Regions from separate parts of the Gossypium hirsutum genome. Here all the other regions are linked to region 1. The links are chromatin contacts, called in public Hi-C maps. All regions are on one chromosome and are shown on one strand. Each heading gives the region's core, a stretch centred on a gene start, on an enhancer-like site or on the middle of the called end of the contact. The rest is flanking DNA. Distances are from core to core; before and after follow the strand shown.

Region 1 (4,520 bases), core at 1,308-3,807:
GATGTTGCTGCAAATCAAAATCGGGCAGCACATTGAAGTCTTCCGCTTGAATGTCTCTCGCATTAAGAGAAGATCGCAGGCGACTAGATTGAAGGTTGCTTCCAGGAAGATGCAGTGCTGGGACATTAGGCTGTGGCCAGCCAACATTAGAATGAGGCATGCCATTCACAGACGGAGACATTGGTGGAGTGAACGGAGACGGTAACATAACAGATACAGAAGAAGGTGATCCAGGCAAGAGACTCATGGCAGCAGCAAAATCCATAGCTGTAGCACCTGAAGTACTAGATCGAGGAGATGGAACAGCGGAACCAGTGGAGACATAAAGAGGCCGGAGTTCGTCAGCTGTGTGAGCAAAGAAGCAGACTCTCCTTGCACAACTAGTACCATCCTTGCACAACCGGGTCCGATACTGAGCAGGGTGTAGCCAGCATTCGAAAACACCATGAGCATATTCACACATATCTCCGCGCCTACATGCCCCCTTGCGAAAATCGGGGCAAGGAACACAACTGTAATGGAACTTCCTAGGATCCCTTCTTCGAGCATTCTCCCCAGGGTGAACAAACGGGCACTCAGTCCAATCATGGGAGTAGGCACGCGAACAAGGCCGCACCTTGAAAGAATACATTCGGAGCTCATCGGTTGAATAGATGCTGTTCTTGATGTCCGGAAGAGATGGATCAATTGGGTATTCCTTCTTCTCAGACACCGAAGAAATAGGAGCATCACTTGGCCTCGACTTAATCGGGGAATCAGAACCAGAAAACAATGACCCGTTTTCCTGTGAAGGTGACAGAGGAGGGGAATCAGAATTCGCAACAGCTGCAACCCTTGAATCAAAACAGGAACTCTCAGTTGCAAGGAGTTTTTCAAGAGTTAATTTCACATCTCGAAGCTTCGGAGGAACAACAATAACATCAACAGGAGGATGACCATTTGCGTCAACCATATTAACATCAGCACCAGCCGCTAAAAGCAGCTTCACGACATCGATAACATTATCAGCCCCACCAGAGGCAGCACAATGAAGGGCAGTGCTTTTGTCTCGGCCACACACACGGTTAACATCAGCATCCGAAGATGAAATGATCAGCTTAATAACGTCAATGCTACCATAGGTAGAAGCAACCATCAATGGAGTTCTCTCCTCATTAACCATCTGTTTCGAGCCTTTTTGACGACCGTACCATAATCCAACCTCATCCACACTGAAAGGATCGTGCTCGATCCATCGTTTAAAGCCCTCAACATCATTATTAGCAGCAAGCTCAAGCAAGCTTGCAAAAGTATCATCAGTCACTAACGTCAAATGATTCATCTCTCTAGAAGGATATCCGCTATCTTCAAAAGCAAGTGCTTGATGTTATAGGAGTCGAATTCGGATTTAACTGCTTGGATTCACAACACATGCTTTCATTCGATAAGAATCCAACTGAGATTAAGAAAAACAACAGCAATTACAATCAATTTCATACATATGATCAAATACTTCGTAAGACATTATATAAAAAATAATAAGTACAAAATAAAATAATAAACCCACATGGTATTCTAAGAAAACAACAAGGCCAAGTCAGTGTTTATCAAGAACATGTCAACCAAAACAAATAGTAGAAAATTAAATATAGATTTAGAGAAACAGTGAAATTAGGGATTTAAGTAATAGTACAGTACTTGAGAAAACATTATAGATCATCAGAACTTCAAAAGAAAATGAAATTACAACATATATTTTCCTACACCTTCAGACATGATGGCGAAGAACAGAACATAGCCTTTTATTAAAGAATTTAGAAAAAAAAAAGAGAGGTAAATTATTATCAAGAAACTAATACAAGTTTTAAAATATCAAATAAAACATTTCTCTAACTTCCATCCATGTTTTTACTGTAAATAAACAAAAAGATCAAAAGCATATAAATATACTTTTTGTAGAAAAAATACTCATGATCCTAGAACGAATCTTTCAATGGTCATCAAAATCAAACTAAAATAACTTAATAAAAAAATATTAATATGAATCACTAAGAATAGAAGAAGTAAATAAAATATCTGATTCAGGAGAAATCAAAATAAAACTGTTTAGCTAAGATAAACTAAACTATAACCCCAAATAAAAGCCTTACCAGTTCAAAAATCCATACGAGTCCCAATAAATCAATAAGAAGGAGAGAGATTTATACAGATCTACCGGGAAAAGAAGAAATGCTTCTTTGAGGTATATGTTCAAAAATGAAAAAGTATTAGTATTAGTAATTAATCTCAATTAGATATATATTTTGGGTTTTCTTAAGCTAGAAGGTGAGAGTTCTGAGAAAATGAACAGCTTCTCTTCTTCACTTCCTATGTCACTGCTGCTTCATTTCTTTCATTAAAGAAAATTAGAAAAAAAATGGAAAAAGAAAAAATTAAAAAAAAAACATTGAAGAATTTCTTTTATTCTTTAGATAAAAGTTAAAATGGACCGTCTAAATATAGTGGAAAAAGAAAAAAATAAAAAAGGCAAATGGATTTAAATGACGTTATTTTAACTTGAGTGCTGACCCATGGAATAGTAACGCCTCATTTCCATCATGTCATTAAAATTTAAAGTAGGGTTATATTTGTCAAAATAAAAAAGATACGTGGTATGGATTTATTGGCTTTTGGTATTTTAACTAGTGACAATCTAAGTTTTGTGTAATAATTTAACATTGTATCTTAAGTCAAATTGCTTAGAAATTCAACCTAAATTCACACTACATGACGGTTAAATTTTCGAAAAGAAATAGCAATCCACTGCAAGTTTTCCTACGGAGAATACGAAGAAAGGATGACATGGCAGCTTTTCATTGGCTTGTGAAACGTAAGGAGATTTTATTGTCCTTAAAACACCTTTGATACGTTGCCAAAAGGCATCCGTATCCTACTTATGAACCCATACGATTCTGTGAAACCTCATAGTCACTTAAAAAAAAAATGCTTTTGGTAAACTGAGAACCGGTTGAGGAAGTGGAAAGGCAGAAGAGATGACCGGTTAAGTGAGTAAAGGAGAGGGACATATGACCGGAGGTGCCGGTGGAAGCGCGGGCGTGCACGAGAAGGGGATTCAACTGGGATTTACAAAGAGGAATGGAGTCCGCCAGTCAATGGACTCGTAAGGGTACGAAGGGCGGACTCGAAAAGCCTTTATTAGTTTTGGTTAATTGTAGACTCAAATCTCAAAAGAAAACAAAAAAGTAAAACAAGCATGGAGCACCAACACAGAAAAGAAGAAAAATACAATATACATTCTCCCTTCCAATATACAAGGTATATACGTTGTTCCTAAATTTCACCATTTGTATTTAGTTAGTATTTAATTTTTTTATTTAATTCACACTTAAATTTTAATTCTTTTTAATATTTTTTATAAAGTTATTAAAATTAGATAACATAACACTATCAATAAATAATATGACATGTAAATAGCCTTGTATTTTTAGCAAGAATTAATAAAAATAGAAAATATTTTAAATATACAAATTTAAAAAAATTATTTCCAAAATGAATCAAGACAAATAAATCTCCGAATTTCAAAGGAAGTTGGATGTTTTGTTATCTATATTCATTTTGAAGTGTTTTTAGCATTTTATACGTTTTCTTTATAACCTATCAAATTTTATATTATTATTTTAAAATTAAAGATATATAAAATATAAACCTAAATAATTTATAAAAATATTTCGTACTAAGAATAAATTCCAAACTTATCTCAGATATCCAATCCATTCTAAACGTGTTTTTTTAGTAATTTTATATATATTTTCTATTTTATAAAATTTGATTATATGAGTATTGAAATATATAAAATCAAATACTAAAACTTCAATACTTCAAAAAAACTTAATGTACTAAAAAAAATGGCATAATAGTATATAACTACTAATCAATGATGTTTTAATCAAATCACTTGGATCGAGAATTAATACAGACAGATTAAATCGACTAAAAATTGATTAAATCGATATTTATTTTATTTTTTTAAAATTTTAAAATTATTTAATTAAACCAATCGAATCAATTGATCAAACAAATCAATAATTTGAACGATTCAACGATTGATCGGATTCTAAAAACATTAATAGTAACAATTAAAAAAATCAACCAAAATCATTAAAATACCAACAAAGAAAAATATGAAAACTTGTTAAAATCAGAAATTTTCCAAGCGAAACCTCACAATTATTGAAGTAAAAACAAAGAAGAAATCATATAAACAAGATGTACGATCTATTTAACAAAAAAATTTGGCCAGAAAAAAAACCTTGCAAATGAATAATCTATTTAAAGTATAAAAAACAAGAATTGAGTAAAATTAAGTTCAAAGTAAATGGTTTTATTGAAGATAAAAGAAACTTTTGAAGATATATTGAAAAAAGTGCAAAAAAATTCTAACATTTTCTAAAATATACATATAAGAACTTTTTCCGAAAGTATAATTTTACTAGTAAATAAAAAATAAAATAAGAATTTCTTAAAAAAAATATTTTTGTAAA
Region 2 (4,520 bases), core at 964-3,463, 460 kb after region 1:
GAGGTGATCTTGCGTCATGTGTAGAAGTGCATGTGTGAGGTTTAACAAATTTGTAGATGTCTTTGTATTGTTACATTTGGATAAATGCGGCTTGTACTCGCCAATTGCACCCTTCTACCGACCTTTGACACTCACCAACATACAATGTCGGTTTAGACATGGCGACTTTATAATCAATTGACATATTCATACTATACCGCTTAATGGAAAATACACAATCTTCCTTGGTTACAAATTTTTGGCCAACAAACAACTCCTTACATTCGAGATCTATGGCTGATCGGTGGGCAGATAATATATCAGGGTACTCTGAAAACTTAGATGTATACGCCACATCGTGATTTACGATCGACATGTGGGCCCTAGGATCATTGAGCATGACAATGCCTCAACTTGGGTTCCTAGCTGAAGAAGCGTAAATATTTTTATCATCATTCGTACCTTCATTGTTGATATCATCTGGGACCTCGTCTAAATCAAGATCACTATAATATTTAACCTTGTGATCAGAAGACTATTATTATTACATCCATCTTCACCATCTGCATCGGTCTCAATCACTATCGGATGTATTTGTAAATGAAGACCTGGGTTAAGGTTCTCAAACAGATGTGGAGAATTAAGATCGATGCCAAACCCATGTACAGTCGTTTGCCTATCAACGAATGTTCTCGTAACCTCCATACACGAATCTTGAACTTCATGTCTTCACTTAATGAAGTGAAATCTTCACTTGGCTCTACATCAGCTAACTCAGCAAACAACTGAATCGGTTCAATGTGGCCAATCTGATTCCGGTAATAAAGTGTGACCATTGTCTTTATGTCTTCACCGTTTACAAATCCCACCAGTCTACAAATTCCATTTTGGTAAATTTGATGCGATTTGTCGAAACTGGGACTTTGTAGAATGGTTTTGAGATTCTCTTCCCACAATGTTTAATAATTTTTGAACTGATCCGTTCTTTCATATTATCAACCGACACATTTTTATTAAATCTCATTACTATTTTTTGGTGACATTCAAATATAAAACCAACTGTTGTTAAAATTACTCCATCGAAATAAACGCATACGAAGAATTGATTATCTATCTTCAATACTAAATCTATAAAAATATTTAAACATAATTAAATTTCTTAATAATTTTTTTCAAAAACAAAACAAGATTCTACTCATAAAATATAATAACAAAAATTAATCACTGTACAAACCTTACAAATATTTCTGACTTTGCTTCTTTGTTTTCTCCTATTTTACAAAAAAAATTTCCTTTTCTTTCTTCTTATCTGTTAGCTGCTACAACCATTCAACCAAACACAAAAAACACTATAACAATTCAACAGATCAAAACACAAAATTTTTTTACAGCACTTCATACAAATTATTATAACTGTTCAACTCAAATATATAAGGGTTTGGTGCCGCCTGACAACCTTCCTCCTCCAACTGGTGCCACCTGACACATGCCTTCCAAGCTTGGTGCCGCCAGTTTAGCACCCTCCACTCCTTTTTACCCGTGTTTTGTCCCGTAATTTTTTTTTATATACCGGTATCACCGTATAACGTTTTTTCACCGTTAGAAATTATTTTTTTAAAACATATCATGAGCTAATGATGGAGGTATGATTGAGAATAAAAATGGGTGATGCTGCCACCCCTTATCCCTCCACCTCCTAGCATTGTTAATTTCACCCTATTTTGGTAAATGATGTCACTAGGATATTATTTTAGTATTTAATTAGTTTTTAGTATTATCAAGGTAACCATTAATAGCATTACGAGAAATAGTATTAGAATACAAATTAAATAAATTATCCTTTGAATGATTGAATTGCTTAGTAAATTGAAATTAAAAAAAAAAGAAACAAATTAAAATTAACAAAAACAAGTAACATACGGATCCACAAATAATCAAATTCATGTTTTAATAGAAATTACAACCCCCTTTCATTTCCACCGCTCTTTATATTTGCTATTCAGAGATACCTTCTGTCACTCAGCCACGGATTGCTCAGCAACAGTTAGCAATAAACCCACCCAAAATATCTAATATGTTTATTATTATTTTATTCATTAAAAAAATTGTAAAACAAAAACAAAACATTTCTAAAAGAATGGCACAAAAAATCCACGTGGCAGTACACCAATCATCCCGTAATAGAAGTTGCTCGATATTTAACCCCCAGAAATTGTTGCTATATAAACCCAGCTTCTTCACCGTCATTACTCGCATCCGTCGTCTGAAAGAGGAAAACAAAGCCATTTTTAGTGGTTTCGCTCTCTCTCCCTCTCTCTAAAGAAGAGGCATTCCCTTCGTCGGAGTGCGCTTCTGCTGAGTGTTTCTTTCGTTTTCTTTTGTTTAAAGTTTTGGAGTAAAGAGTGTTTCAAGCTTTTTAGTCATATTGGCTGCTTAACGACCCAAGGTAGCCTCGCCGGATATAGGTGAGTTCATTTTGGGGTTCTCAGCCGTCAACTGTGAAATTAAATAGTGGTTTTCGGTGGATTCTCTTTTTAGAGTAATATTTGTTTCCCTTTTGGATGACTTGTTGTTGTTTCCGTGGTGATCATGAAATGAGACGTGATTTGGATTTGGATTTTGGAGTTTCTATGATCTGAAATCTTTTAGAACTTTTTGTTTGTTAATTTTGGAAGTTTTATGGATTTGTTATTTAAATTGTATTTTACTTTATTTCTTTTTTTTAAGTACTGTTTTTCCTCTCTGCGATTTGTTTCTGGTTTCGTGGTATTATGATCATGAAATGAGACGTGATTTGGAGTTTTTATGATCTGATTTTTTTTTTAAAATTTCCTGTTTGTTAATTCTGAGATTTTGATCGATTTATGAAGCTTCTGCTTTCCATGACTATGGATTATGGTATGGAGTAGATCTGCGCTTGACGAAGAACGTAATTATAACAATAAAATCTTATTTACGTAAGAGTTAAGATCACGACGATAAATCCCTCGAATTACTTGGTTATGAATTATGATTTTGCTCTTACGGTGACAAATTTTTTTTTTTTTTATAAATATCTGTTTAATTGAAAATTCATCGTCGTTTAAAATTTTGCCAACTTTTTATAATCCTCTGTTTAACTAAAAAAAGTTCGTGTTTTCTTTTTCACGTTTTTTCTTCCGCTTTATTAATCGTGAAGATCTTTTAGATTATTGGACCTGCTTTTCTCGTGTATCCGTCCAAACTTGCTCTAACTAAGTATACACTTTTTCTTTTCTTTTCTTTTTTCTTAGAATTTTTTTTTTCGAAAGTAGAAAATTAAGAATTTGTTTATTTTTCTAATAAAAAGAGGAGCTTTGCTTATAGTCTGAACAGATCATTGTGGTCCGCTGGCTGCCTTCTCTTTTTCATATTTATTTTTTTCCGTTGATGATCTTCAAGTAAACCACCTGAAAGTTACTTGATTATAAAAAATAGTTCGTATATTCCTTCAAAAAAAAAAAAACCCCCAAAAGTAGTTTACAATCCCAATTTAGCGACGAACTGTAGCTTAAATCACAGTAAATAAATAAATTTGAACAGTTGCTTTCTTTTTCCTTCATACCTTGACCATTCCAAATTTTTCTTCATGGACATAATATTTTATCCCAATAAACAAAGAAAAAAAAGAGGAAAAAAAACAGAGCTGGTTTTCTGTATCGATAAAAAAATGCTTTTTAATATTTTACACAATTTTTTCTTTTTCAGAATTTTTTTTCTTTCTTTATAAGTTTTTGGTGGGTTCAAAATGCCATGATTATTCAGCGGATAGGTGAGAAAGTGTTAAGGACAACATCAGTGAAGCAATTGGGGTGGTTTCTCCCTTCAGGGAAATCTCATGGCACTGGAAATGTTCCTTACAAAAGCCTAAACTTTCCAAGATATTTTAAACCCATAGGTCAAAATTTTAGACCCTACCCCTTACCCATTTTTATTTTGCTGTATTCGTCTTCTGCAAATAGGTGATCTTTAAATTTTTGTTTTTGTTATCTAGTATAATTCTTAATTAATTTTATTGAAACTCTGTTTCTAAACTTAATGTAAACATCTTTTAACTTTTTTTTTTGTTCTTATATGTCTGTTCTGTGAGTTGTCATTGATGTCGTTTGTTGTGTTGTCTGACAATTATCAGGTGCTCATCATAAAAAATGACTGTCACGCCAGGAATTTCCATCAACGATGGGAACCTTGTGGTTCATGGGAAGACCATCCTCACTGGAATGCCTGATAACATAGTTTTGACCCCAGGATCCGGTGTCGGGCTTGTTGCTGGTGCTTTTATAGGTGCTACTGCTTCGGATTGCAAAAGCCTTCATGTCTTTCCAATAGGTGTTTTAGAGTAAGCACATTCTCCTTTGAAAACTCTATTATCCTCCAATTTTAACATTCATGTACCTTCTTTTTCTTAACTAGAATTGATGTTATTTCATCATATTCTGTTTGGTGATTGCATCATTGTGTGAAAATTTATTTATGGATTGGGAGTTTGAGATTTAGCAACTCAATGGATTTTCATTTTATAA
Region 3 (4,520 bases), core at 864-3,363, 410 kb after region 1:
AACTACAACCTGCTTGCTTACTTAACTTCAAGTCATTCATGGCTGTCCTGACTTTCAGCGCCTCATCTAACATTCCAGATCCAGCATACGTGTTCGAAACAAGTATGTAGGAACCAGCTTCTTCAGGCGACAAGTCTAGCAAGTTTTTTGAAGCTAACATGGCAAAATCTATATCCCCTTGTAACTTACAAACATTCACCAATGTCCTCCATAGCAAAGGCGAATCCCGAAAACGGCTGTTGCTAATAAGATTCATGGCTTCAGACAAGCACCCTGCCCTCCCTAAAAGATCAACCATACAAGCATAATGCTCAATTAACGGGTTGATCTTGTAACTTGATTCCATTTCATTGAATATGCGTATCCCATCGTGCCATAACCCTGTGTAACAACAAGCTTGAAGGATAGCCAATACGGTAAACTCATCAACTGCAAAACCTTCTCCTTTAATCTCTTTGAAGAGCCGAAGTGCTGCTTTACCTTGACCATGAATGGAATACGCAGAAACCATGGCATTCCACGAAACTGAATCACGACAATGCATACCATCAAATGTTTGACAAGCCCCTTTGATGCTGCCACATTTAGCATACATGGTGATCAAAGCATTACTCACCATTAAACTGGATTCAAACCCCGTTTTGATGGTGTAAGCATGAAGAGTTTCCCCTTTTACTAAACAAGCTTGATTAGCAGATAAACTAAGAAGCCTTGAGAAAGTGACTAAATCAGGCTTTATACCAGCAAATCTCAACTGACGAAACAAAACCATAGCATCTTCATCATCATCATCTCTATTTGTTTTTATGAATCCAACAAGAATAGCATTAAACAAAGCAATACTTTTACTAGAGAAACCATCGAAAACTATTTTTGCAGACTTTAGGTTATCGGATTTGGAATACATATCTACTAATGCAGTCACAATATTGGCATCACACAGATAACCACTCTTAATCACAAATCCATGGAGCTGAACTCCCAAATCCAAGTTTCTGCACTCTGAGCAGCCATCGAGCACAGTTACTAAACAACTTGGATCACAGTAAATTCCATGGTAAAGTAATTCCAAGAATATATCAGCAGCCTTTTCACTGCAACCATTTCTTACATACCCCGATATAAGCGCAGTCCAAGAAATCAAATTCCTCTCACTCAAAGAATGAAACATTCTCTCACTGTCTTCAACCATTCCAAGCTTCCCATACATAGTAATCAGAGCATTCCCTAAAGAGGTCACATTGATGACTCCATACTTGACAGCAAGCCCATGCAACTGTCTCCCTTCCTCAATGCCTACATTTTCACTAAATGTGCTTATTATATTAGTAAAAGTATAATCGGTTGGCTCCAAATCTGAGCTTAACACATCAACAAAAGCCTGAAAAGCTTTCTCCATAAACCCAGCCTTTCCATACTCCAAAATCATGTAATTCAAACACTGAACATCCTTGACGCTAATGTTGTTAAAAACATTTTCCGCTTCATTTAAGAAACCAGTCGTTGAATACAAGGAAATCAAAGAAGTACCCACAAAAGCATTCCCTTCAATCCCACTTTTTATAACAAAACCATGGATTTGCTCACCTCGAATCAAGTCTTCTTCCTCGCTACACGCTTGTAAAATCACCGAACAAGTATGTTCGTTGAACTTCTCACCAGAGAAACACATATCATGAGCGATACTAAACACGGATTCGGAGTCTCCATTGTTTAAATGCCCTTTAATTAAAGTAGTCCAAGTGATTGTGTTTCTAACAGGAATTTCATCAAACACCTTTCGGGCATCATGCAGTTCGTTGAATTTAGTATAAAAATTGATAAGATTATTTCCTTGAAAAACATCATTTGAAGAGTTGGATTTTATTAAAAAAGCGTGAATTGCTTGACCCAACAAGAAATTTCCAGACCCGATGGAGAGCTTGAGAAGATGAGGCCAATCTTCAGCGAGAACCATCTCTTTATTAGTTGAAATGCTGGAGATGGAGCAATTGACTTTTTTTAAAGATGGGCATTTGGCCTTAACAGGTAGCTTGGCTTTTGTTAAAAACACTGGATTTTGGGGTTTAAACGGATGAAGAAGAACGGTGGCGCCATAAGCAGCTTCCATGGATATTTGATTTGAATCAAACAAATTAATAAATAAATTCAAAAAAAAAAAGGCACATATATGCTCCTGGGCTGAAATTTGGCTTGGGCTTAATTGGACCCAAAATGGGGCCTATGAGAAAACTGACCCGATAAACAGTTTCTGTTAGTTTAATTTATGGTTTTCTGTCCATGTAATTTGAGGATTCAGTCCCAATAATTTTGTTTGACTCATTTAATTCTCATAATGATTTAGTTCAAATCATTAACATTGCTAGAAAGTTCCAAAAAAAATCTTTTATTTTTCAAATCATAATGTTTTTAAAAAGATATTGTAGTGAAAAATAACTAGTTAGCTAATGATGTCTTGTAACAGTCCGTTTTTAGTAAAATCGGAACAGTGATTTTGGGACCACAAATCTAAAGTCGGAAAAAATTTATTATTATTATTTTATTTTCTACTATATGATAGAAATATAGTATAAAAATTTTGTTAAGACATTTTTCGTTTACATACCTAATTTGATGAAAAGGACTAAATTGCATTAAGTGCAAAAGTTGAGTTCTAATAGCTAAAGGTATTAAATAGCTATAGAATTTTAAATTGGAGGTCCTTATATAGTAAATAGACCATTAAAATGCTTAGTGGTTAGGCATGAATAGTCATCATTGGAAATTTCATGAAACATTAAGGTTAATTTTAGAAATTATCAATTAAAGTGATATTAAATAAAATTAAAAAATCTATTATCATCATCTACCACCAAATAAAAAAAAAGAGAGAAAACCTAACCATGGTAGATTGAGATATTAGCAAGCTTGTTTTGCTTAATTAGGTATGTATTTTGTCCCGTTTTTGATGATTTCTATGTTTCCGAGATCGTAGTAGCTTAATCTAGCTAGCTCGGGGATTAATTTGCAAAATTGATAAAGTATTAAGGTTTTTATATTGATGAGTATGCTTGAATTTTGAAGCTTTATGATAAAAAAAATGAAAAGTTGTTGTTAGATAAATAACTTTTGTAAAGAGAATTTTGATGAAATTATCAATTAGGGAATAAATTGAAACAGATGATAAATTTATGGTAAAATTGTGAAATTGTGAATTATGTCGGTTGCTATTAATATGTATAAAAATTTACTAGGCTTGAGTAAGGATTAAATTGCATGAAAGTCATTTTCCAAACCTAGGGACTAAATTGTAATAAATTAAAAGTATAGGGAAAAATAGTAATTTTTCCAAAAAATGTGTGTTGGACTAAATTGAATATGAATTATATTTAATTGAGTTAAATTTATTCGTATAGATTCGGTTAGACCTAGTACGGAGTTAGATCGAGGCAAAGGAAAAATATCAGATTAGTTGCATTCGTATCTACATAAACTCGTCGAGGTAAGTTATTGTAATTAAATTGTACATTAATATGTTTTAAATTGAATTATTGCTTGTGAATTGTACAATTTAATTACACGAATAAATACTGGTTGTATATTCGACGATTATCGAGTCCCGTGTGAACCTTATGAAATTCGTAGGATACAAATGACATGTCATTAGGGTTACCGATTTGGTTTGGTCCTGCATGTGTTGCAGACACGCCACAGCTCGTATGAGCTTCCCGTTATACAGCTCGCATGAGCTTCCCGTTATTTAGCTCACATGAACTTCCTATTATTCAGCTCGGAGGAGCTTTCCGTTTACAGCTCGGAGGAGCATACATGAATATGAATTGACGGATTACAGTTTAGTACACCTCGTGTGTACTACTCGTGTATCCAACGGCATTCTAAATGGTTCAACGGGCACAATTCTGTTATGAAATCATATGAGTTTAATATGAACTATTGCCAATATATGCATGAAATATGAATATTTGATGAATTCAACCATGTGTGTTGGATTTTATATGTGATTTTCATGGCTAATATGTTGGTGATCATGTGTTTAGACTTTTGGCCAAATTGATTGAGATATGTTATGTTTACTTACCTATTGTATGGATGTATGGTAAGTTAAATTTTTTGTTATACGAACTTACTAAGCTTAAATGCTTACTCTGTATTATTTTTCATGTTTTATAGTAATTCGGAAGCTCATTTGGGTTAGAAGCTGGTCAGAGCTATTTCACACTATCCATCGGCTCTTTTTGTACTTTAAGTAAATTAATTTCGGTTATAATGGCATGTATAGGATAATTTGGCCAATGTTGGTATATAAATGTTTTGTTAAGACAAGCCATTTGAATGACTTGTGTTTGATATATTTTAATGTGTTTTATATATGTGGTCTTAATATATTTAATGTGTGTTTGATATGGTTGAAGGATGGAAAACTTATAGGTATATTGATGATTGGTTTGAAATAGTATATTTGGTTGACATGTTATAGGGTATATTGGTTGTATGTTGTGATAATACATGTTTAAGACTTA

The links. Hi-C and Micro-C count contacts between places; a contact is called where the count stands out from the background.
Region 2: a Hi-C map of leaf shows a contact between it and region 1, with 2.5 times the contacts expected there. The contact joins the promoter of LOC107921999 here to the promoter of LOC107922093 in region 1. A contact is called at or near these places in 3 of 34 Hi-C or Micro-C datasets (callus and leaf).
Region 3: a contact with region 1 is called in a Hi-C map of leaf, with 2.3 times the contacts expected there. The contact joins the promoter of LOC107921277 here to the promoter of LOC107922093 in region 1. A contact is called at or near these places in 2 of 34 Hi-C or Micro-C datasets (both in leaf).

What each region holds. Positions count from the first base shown.
Region 1 is chrD01:28,838,852-28,843,371 of Gossypium_hirsutum_v2.1, reverse strand. It overlaps LOC107922093 (zinc finger CCCH domain-containing protein 30), which reads right to left and starts at 2,557. Exons shown (of 2, transcript XM_016851932.2): 1 at 2,130-2,557; 2 at 1-1,435. The coding sequence starts at 1,321.
Region 2 is chrD01:28,374,242-28,378,761 of Gossypium_hirsutum_v2.1, reverse strand. LOC107921999 (probable galactinol--sucrose galactosyltransferase 2) reads left to right here and starts at 2,213. Exons shown (of 14, transcript XM_016851807.2): 1 at 2,213-2,444; 2 at 4,130-4,336. The coding sequence starts at 4,146.
Region 3 is chrD01:28,432,373-28,436,892 of Gossypium_hirsutum_v2.1, reverse strand. LOC107921277 (pentatricopeptide repeat-containing protein At2g33680) reads right to left here and starts at 2,113. Exons shown (of 2, transcript XM_041086508.1): 1 at 1-2,113. The coding sequence starts at 2,110.